Linked DNA regions of Gossypium hirsutum: region 2 is linked to region 1. Evidence: chromatin contacts called from public Hi-C data. All regions are on one chromosome and are shown on one strand. Each heading gives the region's core, a stretch centred on a gene start, on an enhancer-like site or on the middle of the called end of the contact. The rest is flanking DNA. Distances are from core to core; before and after follow the strand shown.

Region 1 (5,278 bases), core at 2,450-4,949:
TAGATAAAACACCAAATTCAAATTAAATAGTATTAAAATTTTTAAAAATCCAAGTTTTAATTAAAAATAATATTTAAAATAAAAAATGAGAAACAAAGCAACGATTTCAAGCCTAATCTAAAACATATATTTTTGTTTTTTAAAGGCAGCAATAATAAAAATTGAAAAATGTTTAGTTTCAAATAAGAGTTTCAATATTTTGAATAGTTAAAATTTAAAGTTATCAAAGGCATTCATTATTTGCAATTTTGAAAATAGTTCCGTCCTTGACGTTATATGGGACTTTTCTCAAGAAATTACACCCATAATTTCGTTCCATATACTTATAATTGCATATGGGGTGATGCATGCATCTGAGCTGACATACATAGTGAAGTCACAATGTTGACAGTCAAACTCCATCTAAGATTCTGGACTGATAGAAATACAACATATATATCAATTCTATCCAAGATTCTGGACTACTATAAATACTACACATACATCTACTTGTTTTCTCAGCTCTATGCCGAGAGAAAGCATTGATCCAACAATAAAAGCGAAAAGATGGCTGAGCAGCATCAGGGTGTTGAGATTCCTAGAGTGAAACTTGGATCTCAAGGACTTGAGGTATGATGTTTGTCCTTCTGTTCTTTTCGACTTCTTGTTCACTTCAAACCATGCTTGAACTCCTTATTAACTCCATCTGAACTCAAGCCAATTTCTTGTTCAAAAAATATCTTCCTGTCTCATTTCATTTCTGCTGTAAAATCTATTATTTCGTAGGTTTCCAAGTTGGGGTTTGGCTGTATGGGGCTTAGCGGAAATTACAATGATCCAGTCCCTGATGAGGTTGGCATCTCCATCATCAAGCATGCATTCGCCAGAGGAATCACATTCTTTGATACATCAGATATCTATGGACCCCAAACTAATGAAATATTGGTTGGAAAGGTAGCATATTTACCAAAATTCCAATATAGTTTAGTGTGTAGCTTTTGAGTTTAATTGCAAGTTGCAACAACATATTTTATAATGATTCCATGAGAAAAAACCAATCTCTTTTCAGGCATTGAAGCAACTACCACGAGAGAAGGTACAATTGGCCACAAAATTTGGTGTTGTCAAGATGGATCCTGCAGCTGGTATTGTAATTAATGGTACCCCTGAATATGTCCGCGCCTCGATCCAGGCTAGCCTGAAGCGCCTTGATGTCGATTACATTGATCTCTACTACCAGCACAGGGTCGACACTAAAACACCAATAGAGGATACTGTAAGTGCTGTAATTTAACACATCCTTTATTTTTCGTGGTTTAAATGGTCAATATATGGAGGAAATATAGTGTTAAGCTGCTTTTCTTTATTCAATCTTAGATGGGAGAACTGAAGAAGTTGGTAGAAGAGGGGAAGATAAAGTACATAGGTTTATCAGAAGCTAGCCCTGAAACCATAAGGAGGGCACATGTTGTTCATCCCGTCACTGCCCTACAAATGGAGTGGTCCCTTTGGAGTCGTGATATCGAGAACGAAATAATCCCCCTGTGCAGGTTTCCTCAAAAACCCCATACTGGTTTCGATGAAAAGTAGTATACTGAATCATTAAAAGTATAAGTTGCCTGGAATTTGAACTTTGGTTTTTGATGTTCTGTCCATCCTATTTCTTATTGTATTGAAGGTGAACTATATCCTCTGTTACCTGTTGTTTAGAATTTTATTTCCTTTTTACTTCTCAAATTCAAGCAAAAAGGAATGCTTAAGTAGTTTAATGTGTCCCCATATGTAGGGAACTTGGGATTGGGATAGTTCCATATAGCCCTCTCGGTCGTGGTTTCTTCGGTGGCAGGATTGTTGCGTAAAGTGTTCCTGCAAATAGTTATCTGGTATCGTAACTCAATTGTTTATTTCTTTAATTTATACTCGATTTGCATACAAACAATTCTTCTAATTGGTAGCTTTTTTTTTTGCACTTGTTTCCGACCTCTTCAAGACATTTCACCCCAGGTTTCAAGGAGAAAACTTGGAGAGGAACAAGAAATTGTATTTGCAAATAGAGAAGTTGGCTCAAAAGCATGGATGTACTCCTTCACAACTTGCACTTGCTTGGGTTCTTCATCAAGGGGATGATGTAGCACCCATTCCCGGTGAGTCACTTTCCCTATTTTCAACATCCAATTTGCTTCTTTGGTATCAGATAATACAGATCTTCCAAGTACATCACAGTAGAATGATTTGCCTGCAAATATTGTATAAATACACATCCTGTATGACCCTTGTTTTCTTTGATGTTGCTTTAGAAATATGATTTTTGACCCTTCTTGTAGGAACAACCAAGATCACAAATCTCGAAAGCAACATCGATGCTCTACGACTGAAGCTCACAGAAGAAGACTTAAAAGAGATTACTGCCGTGATTCCTTTAAATGAGATAGCTGGGTCCAGGACACCAGATAGATTGAGTCACCTAACATGGAAATTCGCTAATACACCCACAAAGGAGAAGAAGATTTGAAAGTTAAAAGTAACAATGATTGCGCAACCTGCAGCAGAATATTATGATGCTTATAGCCCATGGACTCTCCAGCCACTGAAGCTATTGAAGGATTAGAAGTATAAATAGAGGGTTCATTGAAACCCGAAGTCAGTTCATCATTACCAAAAATAAAATCAAATAAAGAAGCAAGTCAGTTTACTATAAATATGTTTGTTAAGAGCAATGATTAAGATGCTATTTTTAGAACAATTTGTTGCTATTTATAACAATAAGTTATATTTCTTAAATTTAAAAATTATCACTTTATTATTAATAATGAATCATGATTATTCAATGATAAATCTATTGAATAATTATGTTTATTATTAAAAATATAACTATCTATTTTTTATGATTATGTCCCTATGAAAAGACATGAGACCTCTTATGAATGAACTTTTATCTGTATGACACACACACACTATATATATATACATAAAGTTTCCTTTTATTTTTCACCATCTTTTATATTATTAGATTGTTCTATAAATAATTATTGAATTTTTTTCTTGTAGAAATTAATATCATTGTTATGTTTCGCTTAATATTCAATAAACTGTTTTCGTCATTGCAAAACGTAAACAGTCATCGTGCTTCATTGTATCTTCGAAGTTTATTTGCAAGTAACCCTTTTTCACATCATAATATAAGAGGAAACAAATAAAATCTTAGAGAAAATGGCAATGATACACGTCTTAAAACCTTTGTTAGTTTCTCATAAATTTATTTTTATCTCCCACAAATAATACACTTATTACTATAGTACTTGGAAAGAAATTTGTCTTGCTCTATTATCAAATTTTGATTTTGAAAATTCCAAATTTATAATTAATTTTTAAGTTCTAAACGGACGGATTAGCCAATAAAACTTGGATTAGCTCAAACCTAAATCCAGTTTTTATTGGATATCCAAACAAAAGATTTGGATTTGGAATTCAAATTCCAAAATTTTTTATCCAAATCTTGATTGCCAAACAAGGGTTTAATATATATATATATTGAAATAAACTTACTAGATATATTATTAGAAAACAAGAAAAAAGAAATAACAAATGAAGCCCAACAAAGACCAATGAGCCCAGGCCTATTACACCAATTCTAAGCACAGATCCAGCCTCACTATATTGTTTAATAGTGAAAACCTCCTAACAGGCATTAAAAACATAACTTAAAAGGAAACGGTAAGCAATAAATGAATCTGAAAAAACAAGAACCTAAATATCTACCCCAATCAACTCAAATGGCTGGACTCCATTACCTTTCTCGATTTGTCGACGATAGCTATTTCCAATGAAAAAACTTTACTTGCTATCTTGTTTTGAAATCAGATTCCCTCAACTTCTCCTTCAATCTGGACTTCTTGCCCATCTTCCCCCCGATCCGAAAGAATGGCGATTCAACTATTCTCCCATCAGGTAAGAGATCTCTCCTCTATCTAGAGTGTTCTTTGCAATTCTATGAGCTTGCGAGTTCCCTAATCTATAAATATGCTGAAAGATAGTCTCTTGAAAGCAAGGCTTCTTATTCTGAATATCTCTGATAATCGCTCCGATCACTGATTTATCTGTTGAAGACGTTTGACGTTTTTTTATTATTATCCTGGAATCCTCTATAATTTTAACCGATTGTATACCCATTGAGATCCCTAATTTTATGCCTTCCAAACATGCATATGCTTCTGTTGCAAACGGGGAAGAGACATTGTTGTGGAGGGTCGACTTTAAGACCAAGAGTTCCCCCATCAGACCCCAAACCACCAGACCTGTCGCTGATTTGAAGTTGCTATTGTCGAACGCGGCGTCGAACTGAATCGTCATTCTCAGTATGACCTCCTGATTTCTGTGATTTTTATTCATGTTAAAAGGATCTGCGTTGCTCTCCCTCTTTCATATTCTGCCATATACGTTTGTTTTCTTTGAGCAAGGTCTCTTCCTGTCATATCTTTCCTCTCATGTATGAACTAGTTTTTGGAAAAACAGATTAGCTATAAGGCATAACAGAAAATACAACAATGTTTATCAATTCCTCCCTTGAAAACCCAGGTTAGCCACTCCCATATATTTTGATTCATATTATTTATGACCCAAGATAGATGTAAAAACTACCAAACTTCTGTTATTATATGACATTGACGTAAGATGTGAGGACTGTTTTCTACCCAGGAACAATAGCGGGGGCATCTATCGTTTGTAATGACTTTTCTGTATCTGAGATTAGCTAGATTAGGAATGAAATCCCAAGAAATTCGCCAAATAGTTATTGTAATTTTTGAAGGTAGCTGTAGGCCCTATAGTTTCTTGTAAAATTCTTTAATTTTGACTTGTATTAAATAATTACTAAGATCCGAATTAAGCCTCTTCTAATAGTTTATAGGCACTACGTACTGAAAATTCTCTGGACGGCTCTCATTTCCAAACTTGAATATCCTCATGACCAGTCTCTACAAGAGGGATCTGTATAATTTTTTGCCCAGTTTTCGCTTGAAAGGTATTGTCAATCAAGTTCATCCTCCATTTTTTGTTTGGAATATCAATGAGATTGGAAACTAACTTTAACTCCTTATTGTTTGGTCTGTTGTGCCCTTCAACTTTGTCGATCCCCTGAATCCAACTATCGTCCCAGATTGAAATATTATCCCCTCTGCCCACTCTCCAGCACTACCCTTTTTTGAGAAGTCCCTTTGCTGCCCAAATACTCTTCCATGTGAGTGAAGGTAAATTCCCCAGCTCTGCATTTAGAAAATTTGAACGTGGATAGTATTTTGCT
Region 2 (5,174 bases), core at 1,174-3,673, 360 kb after region 1:
GGAATTGAAATTATGGAACAGGTGATGGTCAAACTTGTATATACGCAATTCACTAACATAATAGCCAACAAATCCTTACGGAGGTTGATATCGCTGCTTGGAAGTGATCTAGAAACTCGCTAGTTGCTAATAAGAAGGAAAAACAGGATATGCCGTATCTTATGCTACGTCAACTGCTTTGCTAGTTATAGGCAATGCAAACAAGCTCTGAGTTCATGTAGTTTCAGAATTTTGAAAGCTCAGGTGTGAGAAAGATAATTCAATATAAAATAATCACTCTTATCCCTCACTAATAACCATCACTGTATGTTCAAATCGATTTGACATGTGACTAAAGCATGAGTTCATCCCTTGAACAATATGTAAATACTAAAATTTGTCAGTGGATTCTGGCAGTATAGAAAATGACATAAAATGATGCAGAGAAGGAATTTTTAAGAACTTACGTTGATCCATATAAAGCAGTCTTCTGAATTTTTGTGATTTCAGAACCCGACTGGTTGTCTTCAATAACTATTGTCAAGCTGGTAAACATAATAAAGTAATTTTAACATTAGTATGGTTAACGTGATGATCAAGACTAAACCCGGTACATTAGTGGACAAACTATAAACATACCTACGAACATTCTGAAACTTGACACACTTTACGGCTACTGGTTTTCCCTGCAAAAGGAGAGAGAATGATTTCTTAAAATATCCTTACTTAATAGTAGTTTTCCGACAATGAAAGACTGACAAAGAAGAGCTACCTAAAGATTGTCTGGAGATAAAACAGTAGTGTCACTTGGAGGGAAGTCATTGACATTACTACATTCAAGTACAATGAAATATCATCAGTGAAATGTTAAGCCAATCCCGAGAATGTTATAATTCAAATTACCTAAACCCCATATGTTCCCTGTTCCTAAAAAGTTTCACCGTCTTTGGACCTGCAGAAGACAATCTTCATGGTAAAAAACTATAACAATCAACAACATCAAAGGTTAAATTAGTAAGGGTGGGATTTGGAACCGGTATTCAATGAGGTTGAATTCGTGATCAGTTATTCAGATGCATAAATGTACAAATTAAAAGATACATATAAACATAATTAATAAAGATTTATTTGAAGATAATCATATACACAACTTTACCTTCCTCTTCGGATCCCTTGACGACAATGGAATGTAGTTTGACGACTTGAGTGAAAGGGATATATATGAAGAGTTGTTCATCTGCATCACTCTCTAGATTAAAACCTTCATCTTCTCTATAACCCTAAATAATCCATGACCATAAAACTTTTAATTATTTCATAATATGCAATTCCCACTAAAGCAACTTAAGACAAGATAAATGCACTGGACAATGAAGTCAACCCTAAAGTTATAAACTAAACCATGATTTTTCCAACATAAAAAAAGTACAAATGTCTGCCTAAATAATTCAATGACAATTGAAAATTAGCTAGTATTAGGGGAGTAAAAATGAAGAACAGGGAAACAAGAATAGCTTGAAGAGAGTTACCTGTGTTGGAAATTGGCCTATCATGCTGCTGTGATATTTTTTTTGTTAAAGTGCATGCAGCACATGAAGCTGCTGTAATATCTCCGGATGAAATACATGTAGCTTGTAAACATGCTGTAGCAAATATGCTTGCTGTAACAGCAAGATTTTCTCTTTAGTTTCATTGTAATCAAACTAGTTGAAAATGAACAAGCTGATAACAGCTTGATATGTTTAGGTGTTGAATGACTAGTTTAGGTGGCTTGTTTATGTGTACAAGCAATGTTTTCAAGTTACTAAGCTACTTAGTGGTAGTAGGGAGTATTTAATGATGCAAATGGCTATAAATGTATTGTTTTTCTTATTGAAAAAATGAGCAAAATGAGCTGAAGCCATAGCTCCCTTGCTGCACATTTGTGAGCAAGTAAAAATACTGCCTTGTTCTGTCCTGTATTTCTTCCTCTGCTTCAAAAAACACCAACAACCTGCTTGAGAGCATTGGACAGGGAGTGACCAGAGCTTTGGTCAAGGCATTCAACTCCAGACCAATCAATAAAGTCCAAGAGATCAACCTAATAAACAAAAAATTTCCCAATCAAGTTAAAGATTTTAAGAATCTTTCTTGCAATTACACCAAGAAATATGTGATGAAAATTTTATATACAACATAGTAACAAACGAATCTTTTTCAATCAACCAGAAAAAAAATCCGAAAGATAATCAGTTGCCAGATTCCTTGTTTTTCCCACTAAATTTCTCAAGTTGTTTCAGAAACCAAACAAATGGTATAGAGAAAGGTAGAAACTTTATTGGAATACTCACTTGGTTTCTTGAATTGCAGTAGCTGATTCAGCAGCCGCCATGGTTTAAGAGGTTAATGAGAGTGCTGATATAAAAATTGTCATGTGAAGGAAAAAGAATCACAAGGAGCGAGAATAATTGTAAAGAAAGTTAAAAGACAGACTTTTATAGTGCCCACTTTTAATGGTTAATCAAGAAGGATGTCAGACGCTGGCTTTAAAGTTCAAAGCCATGTTTTTGAGAGCTTTGCCTTGCTGATCAAACCAAAATGACAGTAATTTTTTTCAGATGGCCAAGAGATAATATTTTTAGAGAAGAAAGAAGCCTCCTTTTTGAGACAATCTTCAGTATAGATATCCAATCCAAATTCTCAAACCTCCCGAGGCCCAACACCCCTCTCAAGTTCTCAAACAAACAAAATAAGTCCCCACCAACCAATAATGTAATCATCTAACCAATTAACCAACCAAATCTCAGCAGCCCCTTCTCCCTATCCTTCAATTTCTCCTAACACCAACAAACACAGATCATATATCAAAGCAAATGCAATCCAACAGCCACTGACCACAACCTTTCATCATATCTACAACCCCATTTTCAGTCTTTCACTCCATTCACCAAAAACCAATGGCTTCCTTATCCCTCAACCTCTCCTCCCTCCACCACACCTCCATCAACCCTCTTATCCTACGCTGCACCCCTCTGAACCTACGCACCCCATCCCAGAAACCATTCTCCATTAGGTCCCAAGCCGCCCCAGTGCTTTCCCAAGATGATCTTAAAAAGCTTGCAGCTGACAAAGCAGTTGAGTCAGTCAAATCAGGCATGATCCTAGGCCTAGGAACAGGATCAACAGCAGCTTTTGTGGTCGACAAAATAGGCCAACTCCTTTCCACGGGCCAACTTTCTAACATCGTAGGTATCCCAACTTCGAAAAGAACACAAGAACAAGCTGCATCACTTAACATCCCCTTATCTACCCTTGACTTGCATCCCCGTATTGACCTTGCTATTGATGGTGCTGATGAAGTTGATCCTAACCTTGACTTGGTTAAAGGCCGAGGCGGTGCACTTTTGCGTGAGAAAATAGTTGAAGCAGCTTCATCTTCCTTCATTGTAGTAGCCGATGAAAGTAAGCTAGTTTCAGGGCTTGGAGGGAGTGGTCTAGCTATGCCTGTTGAAGTTGTGCAGTTTTGCTGGAAATACAATCTAATTAGACTGCAAGGGCTGTTTAAAGAGTTAGGTTGTGAAGCAAAGTTGAGGTTAGTAGGGGATGGTAGTGAAAAGCCTTATGTCACTGATAATGGGAATTACATTGTGGATTTGTATTTCAAGAATCCAATTAAAGATGGGTTTGGAGCTGGGAAAGAGATTTCTGCCTTGGAAGGTGTAGTGGAACATGGGCTGTTTTTAGGAATGGCTACCTCTGTCATCATTGCTGGGAAAACTGGTATAGAGGTTATGACTAAGTGAATAAGTGTTGACTGGAATTTACTTTCTGTGAGGGGGTAATTTGTTAAAAAAGAAAAAAAGAAAAAAAAATTGAAAAAAAAGAAAAAAAAATTGATTCTGTGTAGAGTGATTGCAGAATGTTGAATGATTGAGGGGATTTTAGAAAGGAATTTTATTGGTTAATGAATATGTAGTTTTATGGTTATTGCTTTTTCATATTTAAGATTCCAATTTTCTGTATTTTCTTGGGTTACCTTTTGGTTAAGGGATTCAATTTTTTTTTTTTTGAAAAAGAAGATTTAGTACATTAATAAAATGCTAATAAAGTTAGAGCCCAAAAGACCTTATTTGCATCAGGTTGTCAATATCCTCCTGCAGAAACTTTCGTACATGTGACGTTGGATCAATGAATACAGCCAATTAATTCATTCCATTACTTGCTTCATTTGCTATGCAATCAGCATTGTTACTTTCCCTCAAAACATATTATTTTGAAATTTAAATTGTCATTCTCTATTACACTACTCATGATTCAGTCAGACTTCAACTATACTGTTTGTTGCAAAGTCATTCCTAATAATATCAATCAACAGGGTATTGTCACTTTCTACTTTAACCTATCTAAAACCTCTCATCCATGCTAGCTTCAAGCCTTTAAGGATAGCCCGAGCTTCAATTTGGAAGATATCAATCGTACCTCTAACCATTTCAAAACCCACCAACCACCCTCCGCTTGGTCCTCTCAGCACTCCTTCTATTGCCTATTGTCTACTTGTCAACATCAAGCCATCAATATTATTCTTGACTCATCCCGGTTCAGGCCTTTGCCAACTATTTTTTGTCATTGACTTGCATGTCATTTGCTCTATGCTGCCATTGGTTCCAAATGATCTTGCCCATGTCATAACCGAAGCTATTAAATTCTGACTACTCCACAAGCATTATTGAAGATAAAAGTCATTACATTTCTTTCAAAGGAACCAAGTGACCATTGCAAAAAAAGTCAACCATTTGCTTCCTCTGAATTTTAATTCCTTTTTTTCTTGATATTATAGTAAATTCATCTCTTAAGTGTTGAGTTAAAGAAAAAAAAACTCCAAATTTGCTTAGGAACCAATGCTTTCCAAATAGACTGAGCAAAACCGCAGTCCCCCACCAAGTGAATTGTCGTTTCCACAGACCAACCACATTGTTCGCAAAAGGGAGTCAATGTCATACCTCTCCTTGTACAATCCTCGTTGGTCAAAAAGTTTATTTTGGATAAGCAACCATAGAAAAACTTGCACCTTTTGAGGTGTCACAACTTTCTAAATTAATCTGTCATACCCAAACTGCCTTGGTCCACTAGTGTTTAAGAAATGCTTATACATTTCTGCAAGAGAGAACTTCCTTGCCGACAACCATTGCCAAGAGATTTGATCAGAATCCAACTCC

What was found. Hi-C and Micro-C count contacts between places; a contact is called where the count stands out from the background.
Region 2: a Hi-C map of leaf shows a contact between it and region 1, with 2.4 times the contacts expected there. The contact joins the promoter of LOC107888985 here to the promoter of LOC107889071 in region 1. A contact is called at or near these places in 4 of 34 Hi-C or Micro-C datasets (anther, leaf and petal).

What each region holds. Positions count from the first base shown.
Region 1 is chrA11:108,590,879-108,596,156 of Gossypium_hirsutum_v2.1, forward strand. LOC107889071 (perakine reductase) reads left to right here and starts at 3,700. Exons shown (of 13, transcript XM_041081676.1): 1 at 3,700-4,334; 2 at 4,492-4,554; 3 at 4,879-4,999; 4 at 5,135-5,225. LOC107889100 (probable aldo-keto reductase 1) reads left to right here and starts at 479. Exons shown (of 7, transcript XM_041081675.1): 1 at 479-609; 2 at 766-933; 3 at 1,049-1,255; 4 at 1,357-1,529; 5 at 1,766-1,862; 6 at 1,970-2,123; 7 at 2,304-2,768. The coding sequence starts at 547. The coding sequence ends at 1,838.
Region 2 is chrA11:108,947,868-108,953,041 of Gossypium_hirsutum_v2.1, forward strand. It overlaps LOC107888985 (probable ribose-5-phosphate isomerase 3, chloroplastic), which reads left to right and starts at 2,424. Exons shown (of 1, transcript XM_016813266.2): 1 at 2,424-3,945. The coding sequence starts at 2,916. The coding sequence ends at 3,761. It also overlaps the pseudogene LOC107888992.